Regions from separate parts of the Rattus norvegicus genome. Here region 1 is linked to region 2. The links are chromatin contacts, called in public Hi-C maps. All regions are on one chromosome and are shown on one strand. Each heading gives the region's core, a stretch centred on a gene start, on an enhancer-like site or on the middle of the called end of the contact. The rest is flanking DNA. Distances are from core to core; before and after follow the strand shown.

What was found. Hi-C and Micro-C count contacts between places; a contact is called where the count stands out from the background.
Region 1: a contact with region 2 is called in a Hi-C map of frontal cortex, with 2.3 times the contacts expected there. The contact joins the promoter of Septin11 here to the enhancer-like site in region 2. A contact is called at or near these places in 3 of 12 Hi-C or Micro-C datasets (frontal cortex, kidney and prefrontal cortex) and 1 of 1 datasets of contacts at active chromatin or transcription factors (oligodendrocytes).

The regions. Positions count from the first base shown.
Region 1 is chr14:15,273,338-15,278,371 of GRCr8, reverse strand. Septin11 (septin 11) reads left to right here and starts at 3,172. Exons shown (of 11, transcript NM_001107208.3): 1 at 3,172-3,331. The coding sequence starts at 3,305.
Region 2 is chr14:15,231,184-15,235,857 of GRCr8, reverse strand. All of the region lies in intron 1 of Septin11 (septin 11), which reads left to right. Among named protein-coding and RNA genes, the nearest start is that of Septin11, 42 kb to the left of the region's middle. Within about 2 kb of position 2,192, at least 23 of the 93 cell types and tissues checked have an H3K27ac peak or open chromatin away from gene starts, as enhancers often do.

The DNA.
Region 1 (5,034 bases), core at 1,923-4,422, 42 kb before region 2:
TTTTGGACAGGATCTATGTAACCCTGGGTGTCTTAGAACTGGCTATATAGACGAGGCTGGGATTAAAGGTCTGTCACCATGCCCAGCCTCCCTGTTTCATACTTTATCTTCTTGTATCTGTTTTGTGTCTTTCTCATTGTATCTGTTTTGTATCTTTCTCATTGTATCTGTTTCTTACTGTATCTTTTTCTCACTGTATCTGTTTGATAATTGTTCTTATCCTATGTTTTGTGCTTTTTTAATGTATCTCTTTCTTGTAGTGTGGTTAAAGCACTCTTACATTAGATTTTTTTTTAAAGGAAAGGGGAAAGATAGAGAAACAACCTAGACAACTTACCTAAAAACTAAGAATAAACCTAGAATGCAAAGGTTTTGTCTTTACTTCATGTATTCTTGAGGGCACTAAGGGAATAAAATGAGGGTCTGATGGATGTTGTGTCTTCAGGAACCTTTAATAAGAGAGTTACTTTCTACCAAGGTACAACATTCACTTGAAAATCTCTCCAAATAATCAGGGGTCCCACTAAAAAGGGGCATTGATCTTACATGAGGAACAATGTTACACATTTATTATATATCTTTTCTAAAATGAAAAATTGAAGTCACTTCTATGCTTGCTAACCCCTTGGGCTTTTTTCACTGCCCTCAGGATCAGGTACTAAATTCTTCCTATGGCAATAGTTGATTGTTCATAGCCTTAGTCTCTAGTTCCACTCAACATTTATAGAATATGTAAACATGAATTCATCATTCAACTTTATTGAGTATCGCAATGTTGCCCAAATTCTTTCCCTGGGAGACGCATTAGCAGCATCTACCCTTCCTCCTAGGGTCCACAAACAAACGGAGGCACCATGCAACCAATGTTCACTCTGGAAACCAATGAGTTCATTGGGCTTCTTAGATCACAGATGAGAAGTTACTTAGTGAGGGGAAGTACTCTCTTCTTAGAGGCCACACTAAAACTGACATCACCCAGCAGGGATGGAGGCTTTCCAATAGTCATATAGATGGATTCCCCCCTTTCCTAGTCTCCTCAGCTTTTACACTGTAGCCCTTCCTGGGGACAAAGTGCAGCTAAGGCAGAGGTATACAGGAAATGTGGTAGTAGGTGGCTGGATACCCAGTGAGGGGCTCCTGAGCCTCACTCCACACTCTGAGCAAGGTAAGGAGTCAGCAGCCACAGCTCATTTGCACCAAGATGGCCGTTGTTTGGCCTGGAGGATAGTTCTGTACAACATGTACAGTGTGGGCTAGACGCCAAAAGGCAAAGAAGCACTCTTGAGTTCATAGTCTATCGATTATTACTATGACAACCTCTTAACAGCCTAGTTCATCTGCAACAATGGCTGGGGTGAAAGTAAGTCACAGTTCCTGCCTGTTGTCATCTGAAGTTATATATATCGCCAGCCTCCCCTTTTAATCTTGAAAGTTTTTAAGCTTGAATAAGAAATTATTCACAACCCTCATTCATATGCACCTGCCCTGATACCCATCCCCCAACCAAAGAGCCAGAAAGCACTGAATTAGAGTCACAGAGGAAAGGAATTCTTGCGCTCCTGCATAGCACTCATTCGAGTGACATCTTACAAACTGAACAGGGTTTTTGCTCACTGTGTAATGGTGTAAATGAAGTCCCCATTCTCAAAAGACAAGTTATCTACAGAACAGAAAGTGACCGGAATAAGGTAGTGCTGTTCAGGTCTGAGCAGGCTTGACGTCAGAGCCCCTCCTCTTTCAACACTCCTCTCTAGCTTCACGGCCAAGGGTGGGATTCACTCTAGGTGGCTTCTAGCTCCTCACTCACCATATCAGAGCAGTCCAGCATCAGGATCAGTTATGGGTGAACCAATGCTACAGAGCCACTTACCCTCAGCCAAAGGCTGGGCAGAGCGTCTGAATCCCGTGGCCAAAAGTGGGACTCCAGAAACTTGGATGTTTGAAGTCTCAGGTCAGACTCTCATGTGCCCCAGTTCCTCCCAGGGCACGTTCATATTACAGCCCTCCCCTTGCCTCTTTCCCTGTGCTTCAACCCACCTGGTTTCCTCAACTCAATCAAGTAGCTATCCTCATGTAATCGTGGGCCTACCATGCGTAGACACCCACAGCGCACGACATCCCTCACTGTTCAGCCTATGTCAGATGCATGCACAAGGACCCGCCATTTCACCTGCCACTCAGATACAGTAATATTCCAACATTTGCTGGAAAAAAAAATCCTTGATGGTGGAGGAGTCCTCCAGGTTTCCTGTGCCGTGAATCGCACCCACTTGTCACCCGCTTTGCGCCTTCGCTGTGCACCACACCCCTCAGCCAGGGTTGAGCTTGCACGCCTCTGGTCCCTGGGTCATCCGGTCTGTCTCGGGGATCCAATGACACGTCTACTAACCTCTCCGTACCAGTAACCTCTCCAGTAACACGGTGGGGAAAAGCTCTGGAGAAAGCTCACAAACGGCCTAAATTCTCCAGCGGGTACTGGATTTTTTTCTTTTTTAATTAACCCCCCGCCGCCCCCGCCTCCAGTAGCCGGTGGTGGGTTCACGACTACGTCCTCAGTCCTCTTTCTCTCAGAAAGCGATTCCCAGTCCGGTCGCACACCACAGCGACGGTTTCCAGCAGCTTGTTTAGTCTCCTTTCTGATGGAAGGCCCAGCAGACCGGCAATTCTTTCCTCGTGGGGTGCGCTCTGCCCTAGTAGGTTACCCACCGAACCTTCTAAGCGGACTCCTCTGGATGGGGAGTGTCACCAGGATAACTTTCCAGAGGTGCAGACTCTGCACCCTGTGGTCCCCTAGCCTGCCTGCCCCACCCCATAGCAGCTCCAGGTGCCGGCTCCGCGCAGCGCGTGGCAGCTCGGGGTTGGGACCTCCGCGCCTAGGCTTTTACGCGGACTCCAGCACGTGTTGCAGGAGGGGGAGAGTCGGGCAGCGTCTGGGCACAGGACACTTTAGTGGGGCGGAAGAAAGCCACAGGAGGGAAAGTGTCTGACTTCACAGATTATCAACCTATCAGCTCACCAGGATCATGGTTCACCCGCCGCGTTCCTCCGCTCCGCTGGGGTCAGGTCTCTCTCTGCACCCCCGTTCCGGGGCAGGTAATGGTTGAGTCCAGGCGGGAGGCCATGTTGCTGGAATAAAGCGGGCGGGGCGGCGCGGGCGAGCAGATGCGGCTGGAGGCGCGCGGGAGCCGGGCGCGAGCAGGGCGCAGCCGCGAGGGAGGCGCGGGGGAGGCCAGCGGGAGCCGGAGCACCAGCAGCAGCCAGTGTCGGTGAAGAGCAGCCGGGCGCAGCCAGAGCCACAGTCGCGATGGCCGTGGCGGTGGGGAGACCGAGTGTAAGTCGTGGGCCCTCGCACGCTGATCCCAGGGCGTCGGGTGGGCTCTGTTTCGGGGCGCGTGCTGGTGGAGACTTGCGGGGACCAGGAGGGGGGCTCTGGGTGGTGGCTGATGGGGCTGTGGGTGTGTGCATGAATTTGGGCGCGCGTCTGGGGCGGAGGGGAGCTTGGGGAGCCCACAGGCTGAGAGCCTACCTGATGCAACATTAGATTGCCTTGGCGCGCCCCTGTTTCAGGGATGTGGGAGGAAAAGGACCCTTCCGTGAGGCGCCCTTAGAAGGGGTTTGCCTGAGCTGCTGCTTTCCCCAGCTAACCTCTCTTCCCGGCGCACAACGCTTAGCTGGTGACAGTGGAGGAAGGCGCTGACTGAGGAGGGTTTCCTCGCGGTTCTCCCGCGCCCTGGGGGCGATCGGGGCATGAGAATTGGGAGCTGAAGCGCTGTGTCACAGGGCTGTAGAAGCGGGTCAAAGGGGTGGGATTTCCGTGGTGGCTTACCCCCCGGTGCATTGTGAAATTCCGGACACCCTCAGGCGCCCACCCGGGTGACCGGGCCCTGCCCAGGATGTGGACAAAGCCCTAGGCACACACACAAAGTTTTCAAAGGGCTCCCTTTGGGGGTGGGTGGAAGTCCTGAAATACTCTGCGACTGGCAGGCCGGGGGCGGCAGTGCTGAATGCGGGGCTCCGGGAAGAGGAAGGGAGGGTGGGTGCCTGGAGGAGTGCCCCAGCACCCGAAGTCAGGGAGGGGATGCTCCTCTCCGGACTCTGGGCGGGGGTACGCGCCACGGGCTGTGCATCTGCGGGTATAGACTCCGGGTTTCCAACTCCGGAGCCAGCCAGAGCGAGTGGGACTTTGAGGATGTAGTTTAGGGTCTGCTCCCCAACCTCGGGTGAAAAGGAGGGAAGGGGCGGTGGCGGCGGCACCCGCCTTTCCTTTTTACTGAAAGGAGCCAAGCCCAGTGGGAAAGGCGGAGTCCTCTTCTCTCTGGTTTTCTTTGTCAACGTTCATAGCCCACTTTGCCTGGTCTGCCCTTGGGGCGACTTCGGTGGAGGTCTTTCCTGGCTAGTACCTCATCATCTTCTTTTTTTTTTTTTTAATTTTCCTTTTCAAACTTTACAGCTAGCTTCAGGTGGTGGCCTAATATTTTGCAGCTATAGAGAAAATCTTAGATATTGAAAGTTGCCAAACCCCAGATGCTGAGTTTCTTGGCTCCCCCACCCCCTTACACCTCTTCACACACCACCACCTTCTGCACCCCTGAGGAGTCTTAGCCCAGCAGGAAGTTCATGGGGTCACTCTTTGCAACATCTGTAGTTGCCTTTTCTGCTGCAGTTTGAGGCGCTTTGAAAGACTTTACCCTACAATCAGAACATGTTCACTGGGCATTATCAAGTGTTACTGTGAGTCTTTTTAGGCCTTCCAAACTCTGTTAAATGATACATCCTTAAGAATTTTGTCTTCCTCTTCACCACACAAATTATGCCCTTGTTAATTGGTCGGAGGCTGTCATTACTGAGGGAATTTGCATAGTCTCTGGGCTGATGATCTCTTTATTACTAGGGTAAGGAAACCAAGGTTAACTCTTGGCCTTATTTTTCAGGGCACAGATTCAAAGAACTAAAATAACAATGTATGTTTTAGAAGCATTGGCAAGCGTCTGGGAATGCACGTATCCTGTGTAGGGGGTATCGTTTTCAGAAACA
Region 2 (4,674 bases), core at 943-3,442:
AGAATGTGACCCTCACTGGTAATGAAATGCTTGAGACATTTCATAGTTTGAAAGTCGCCCCAGTAATGCCTCATCCTGAAAGGATTCCTTGTGGGCTTCATAGTTGTGGTTTGGGTCCATAATTTGCATTCTTTTGCTTTCCCTTTCTTTTGGGAACTGAGGGCAGTTCCCATCTTCACACCCATCTTACCTTTTAAAGAGAGTGGGAGACCAATTCACTTCTCTCTAGATTATAGTTGGGAAGGGTTTGTGTTTACAGAAATGATCAATTAGAAAACTTGGGGGAAACTCAGCTCTTGGGGGATAGTTTGTGAGGTCAGGATTTCTTCAGGTATTGAGCGGTGGCTTTGTCAGATTTTGCATGAGAATCTGCATTTTCTCTTCAGCGGGGTGGTCTGGGTCCTCCTGTAACAGGGAGTCCCAACAGAAACTCCCTAAAATGAAAAGCGCCCCTCCTCTTCCCAACAGGAGTGGCTTCCCGGGGTGGGGGTGGGGGTAAGGAGAGACAGCAAAGGGGTGTGTCTTTCCATTCATGCTGTCCTGTGGCTCCCTCTGTGCCTCATCCATCATACCACCATAGAGTTAACGGCTTGATGAGTATTCAGAAATACTTGGGTACTTGTGCATGGTTCTGCATATGGCGAGTTTACTTGAAGTCTAATTACATGAGTTACAAAGTTGCAAAGCATCGGTTATTTTCAGCTTTTTGACTGACTCAGGGTTCCCCACCACTGCTCCACAGTTCCAGGTGCTGTTTTCTCACCAGCAGGACGGTGGCTCTTAGCAAGGGCTGTGCACACACAGTAGGACTTAGTGTGTTGTACCTTTGTGGCTGTTCAGCCGGCTTCTCTTGCCTGACACATTCCATGGGATGGGAGCGCTTTGGACTCTTCGCTTAGTGTTTAGCATGGTGGCTAGCACATGTCATTCCACAGGGTGAATAAAAACCTTAGTAAAGGTTCACTTTGACCCCTGACAACAAATAACTGACTCACACAAGAGCAACTGGGGTCCTTTTCAAAACTTTTGTGAAAGACCGAAGACACAGGAAACGTTAGAAGGGACAATTGCGGGGCTGGGGATTTAGCTCAGTGGTAGAGCGCTTACCTAGGAAGCGCAAGGCCCTGGGTTCGGTCCCCAGCTCCGGAAAAAAAAGAACCAAAAAAAAAAAAAAAAAAAAAAAAAAGAAGAAGGGACAATTGCAGCAGGACAATTGTGAAGGAGGTGGGAACATTCTTTCCCCTTCGTCCCTGCTTCTCCCTCCCTTCTCCTTCATCTTCTTCCTCCTCTTCCTCCTCCTCCTTCCCCTTTCTCTCTCTTCTTATCCTTCTTCCCTCTCCCTCCATCATGCCTGAGGTCTAATTCTGACTAAGTGATTATTGTGGGATAAGTAGAAATGAAAAGTTAAGCTTGTGCGCATGTGCATGCTCACACACAAACACAATCACTACTGGCCGTAGTTCTGAGGCTGACTCAAACTCTCCAACTGACACATCTTGTAAAGAAGTTGTCTTGATCGGCAATCAGAGCTGTTTAACTGGAGTATCTCCCATGTTGCCATTCCTTAAGCAAGTGACAGCTGTGGACTTAGGCATCTCTGATTTCCAGACAAAAGAAAACTTAGAATTGGCGAATGGACCAGAGACTTTACTTAGAGGGGTCTTTGGCTAAATCACATCACTTTACAGATGAAAAAGATTAAGCCTCCGGATTAAGTATCTTGGATCACTATGATTTACTGTGCACATGCCGAGGCTATGACACGAATGTAGTAACTGCATCTTGAACACAAAATCTCCAACACTTATCTGCACACATAAATCATATGTCAAATTAAAAAAAATATATATGTGAGATGAGGAAGCCCTTCTTGACCTTAAAGGTAAAAATTATCTTGCTTTCACAGTTTTAATCTGTTTTCATGATAACGAAACGTTGCCATGGCGATGTGCTCTCTTGCTTCCGCCCCCCCTGATAAGGATCAGAGGGTATAGGCTATTTTACTAACCACACCTGATGCTGAACAGTTTGGTTTTTAAAGCAAAATAAGTGGGTATCACTTGGACTGTGGAGAATAGAGCCCATCTGGGTGCATCAAGCTCGTTAATTTCGAGAGTCTGGCATGGATTAAAATAGAAGCCAGAGTGAGGGTGGGGAATGCAGAATGGTTTCCAGCCTTGGAGGCTGCTGATGCTGTGAAAAGTTGATTCTGCAAACAGGAATGCATTCTCTGTGTTCTTTCAGCTCTGTAACTGAGCCTGCTGTATGAAGGTGGATTGTTTTCCATGCCGGAGCCCTCAGGCGTTCTCCTACCTTCCGTTCGCTTACTCTGCCCTTCTCAGGGCGGTTTTAATTTATTGTTTTGTCCGAGAGTGTTACGGATCAGTTTCCCCTGCCTTCCGTGTCTCGCTGCAGTCACGGAACTAATTCATTTCAGATTTTAGAATCGGAGCTGTCCCTTCCTCTCGCCTCACTGGGGGAAAGGAAACTCATGTTTCCTAAGGACCATTAACTGCAACCCTGCCAAATGCCGAGTTTTTTATTGGTGATGGAACAAAGACCGAAAGCAAGTAGGAAACAAAGTGGGGATTCAAACCCAGGTCTGTCTGCTCTGGGTTTTCTGTTCTCCTACTCTGCTTAAGTACGACGTTGACCTGTGGAGCACAGTTTAGAGGGGCATTTAGAACTAGGTGTTGACACGCATTCTTATATAAGCTGTCTTATAATGGTCTCAATAATGAAGTCAGCTTGGCTTCTTTTAAATCCTTTCAGATTATGAACTTCAGGGTATACATTCATTGCCAAGAGACCTCTTAGACACGGGTACCTTTTAACTAGAAATACCCCTGCAATCTGTACCCTTGCTTCACTAATATATCTCGGGGAACTCCAGTGGTACCCTGAATTTCAACAGTCAAAAGCTACTTCCCCTTTCCCATGTCCCTCTGTTAAGATGGTGTTTATCACTTATATCCTCAATAGTACAGTTAGTAGGACCTGTCTTCACGACTATGTTGTAAAACTTCTTAGGGTAGAAAACAATGTTTACCAATGAATAACAGAATCAACACACTTCTACTTTAGTGATTTTAGTAGCCTTTTTAGGGGAACAAGCAATTATCCCCAAGAAGACATGTTCTGAGAAGAGAAAAATGAAACAGTCCAATTAAAACTGGCTGTTTTGTACAGTTCAAGTTCAGTCACAGGTCCAGTCGAGATGCAGTGGGCTGTGGGATTGGTTCAGTAAGAAGCCTTCAGCAGACAGATTAAAAAGGGGGAACATTACACAATTAAGGTCTTCTGGTCACTTACTTAGTAGCTTCGTGTTGCTACTTTTGTTTCCAAAATGGTTAAAACCAAGTCTTCTATTATACCCTTCATGTGCCATGACTGCAGAAATAAGAGTGTGTTGGCATTGCCAGGGCAGTGAAGATATACCAGGAGCACATTGCCCATTCTGAGCCTCAGTTTCTGCCCTTGAGGGAGGCTGTCTGTCTGTCTGTCTTCCTTTCTTTCTTCCTTCCTTTCTTCCTTCCTTCCTTCCTTCCTTCTCTCCCTCCCTCCCTCTTTCTTTCTTTCTTTCTTTCTTTCTTTCTTTCTTTCTTTCTTTCTTTCTTTCTTTCAGCATACTGGAAGTCTCTAGTAGCTGAAGTGTTACTGTGTCCAGGACCTGGAAGCAGCATAGATCATCCCACATTAGCCTAGGCTAAGTACATGGTCTCTGGCTCTAGATGCTGACTCCTTGTCTTCAAATCTCTGCCCTCTCAGCTGCAGTAGCTATGCAACCCTAGGTAAATGACTAACTTTTCTGTGCCTCCGTTTCCTCGTTTATAAGTTGAACTTGGGTGATCACAGACAGCTACTTTATGCAGTTGTTAAGAAAATAGCATCAGCTTGCTTCTGTTGAGGGCACTTCCAGAACTTTAGATGCCATGATCTATTAGTCATGATGGTCAGAGAGTGTCAGCAATTTCTTTTTATTGGAAAGGGGGATGTTTATTCCGCATTCCCCGAGATTTCATAATAAAGATAAAATTGATAGTAATGTTTCAGTGGAGTCCCTAAGGTATAGCCATTGGATACAGTGGAGGCATTGGATACAAGCTATAGCCATTGGATACAGTGGAGTCCCTAAGGTATAGCCATTGGATACAGTGGAGTCCCTAAGGTATAGACATTGGATACAGTGGAGGCATTGGATACAAGCTATAGCCATTGGATACAAGGCCCTTGCAGATCACAGGAAATGGGAATCACTGTTATCTAGCAGGACAGTTCCTAGGCTTGTCTCAGGCTCTGAAGGTGTCAAGTGCTTCTGGGTGAGAAGTAGAAGATCCAGGAAGAATGGGGATTCGGACAGCCTTGAGATAGTAGGGACTTTGGAGGGAACCACTGGGTCCTGAGACTCCTCTAGCATCAGGGTAGAGAAGAACAGGTAGAATCAAGGCCCAGGAGGTGGGGCCGTGAGTTAGGAAGTGAATCACATCAGTAAGACTTGAGAATTGAGAGTGGGAGTAGAGGTCTCCATGGCAGGGAAATCCCACTAATAGAAACAGGAAACTCTGGGAAGTATAAGTTAGGAACGAGATGGCAGGATGTCAGAGTCATATCACTTTGCAGTACAGATAGGGAAATGGAAGAGAAGTACCAGAAGTCAGGCTACCGACTGAGTAA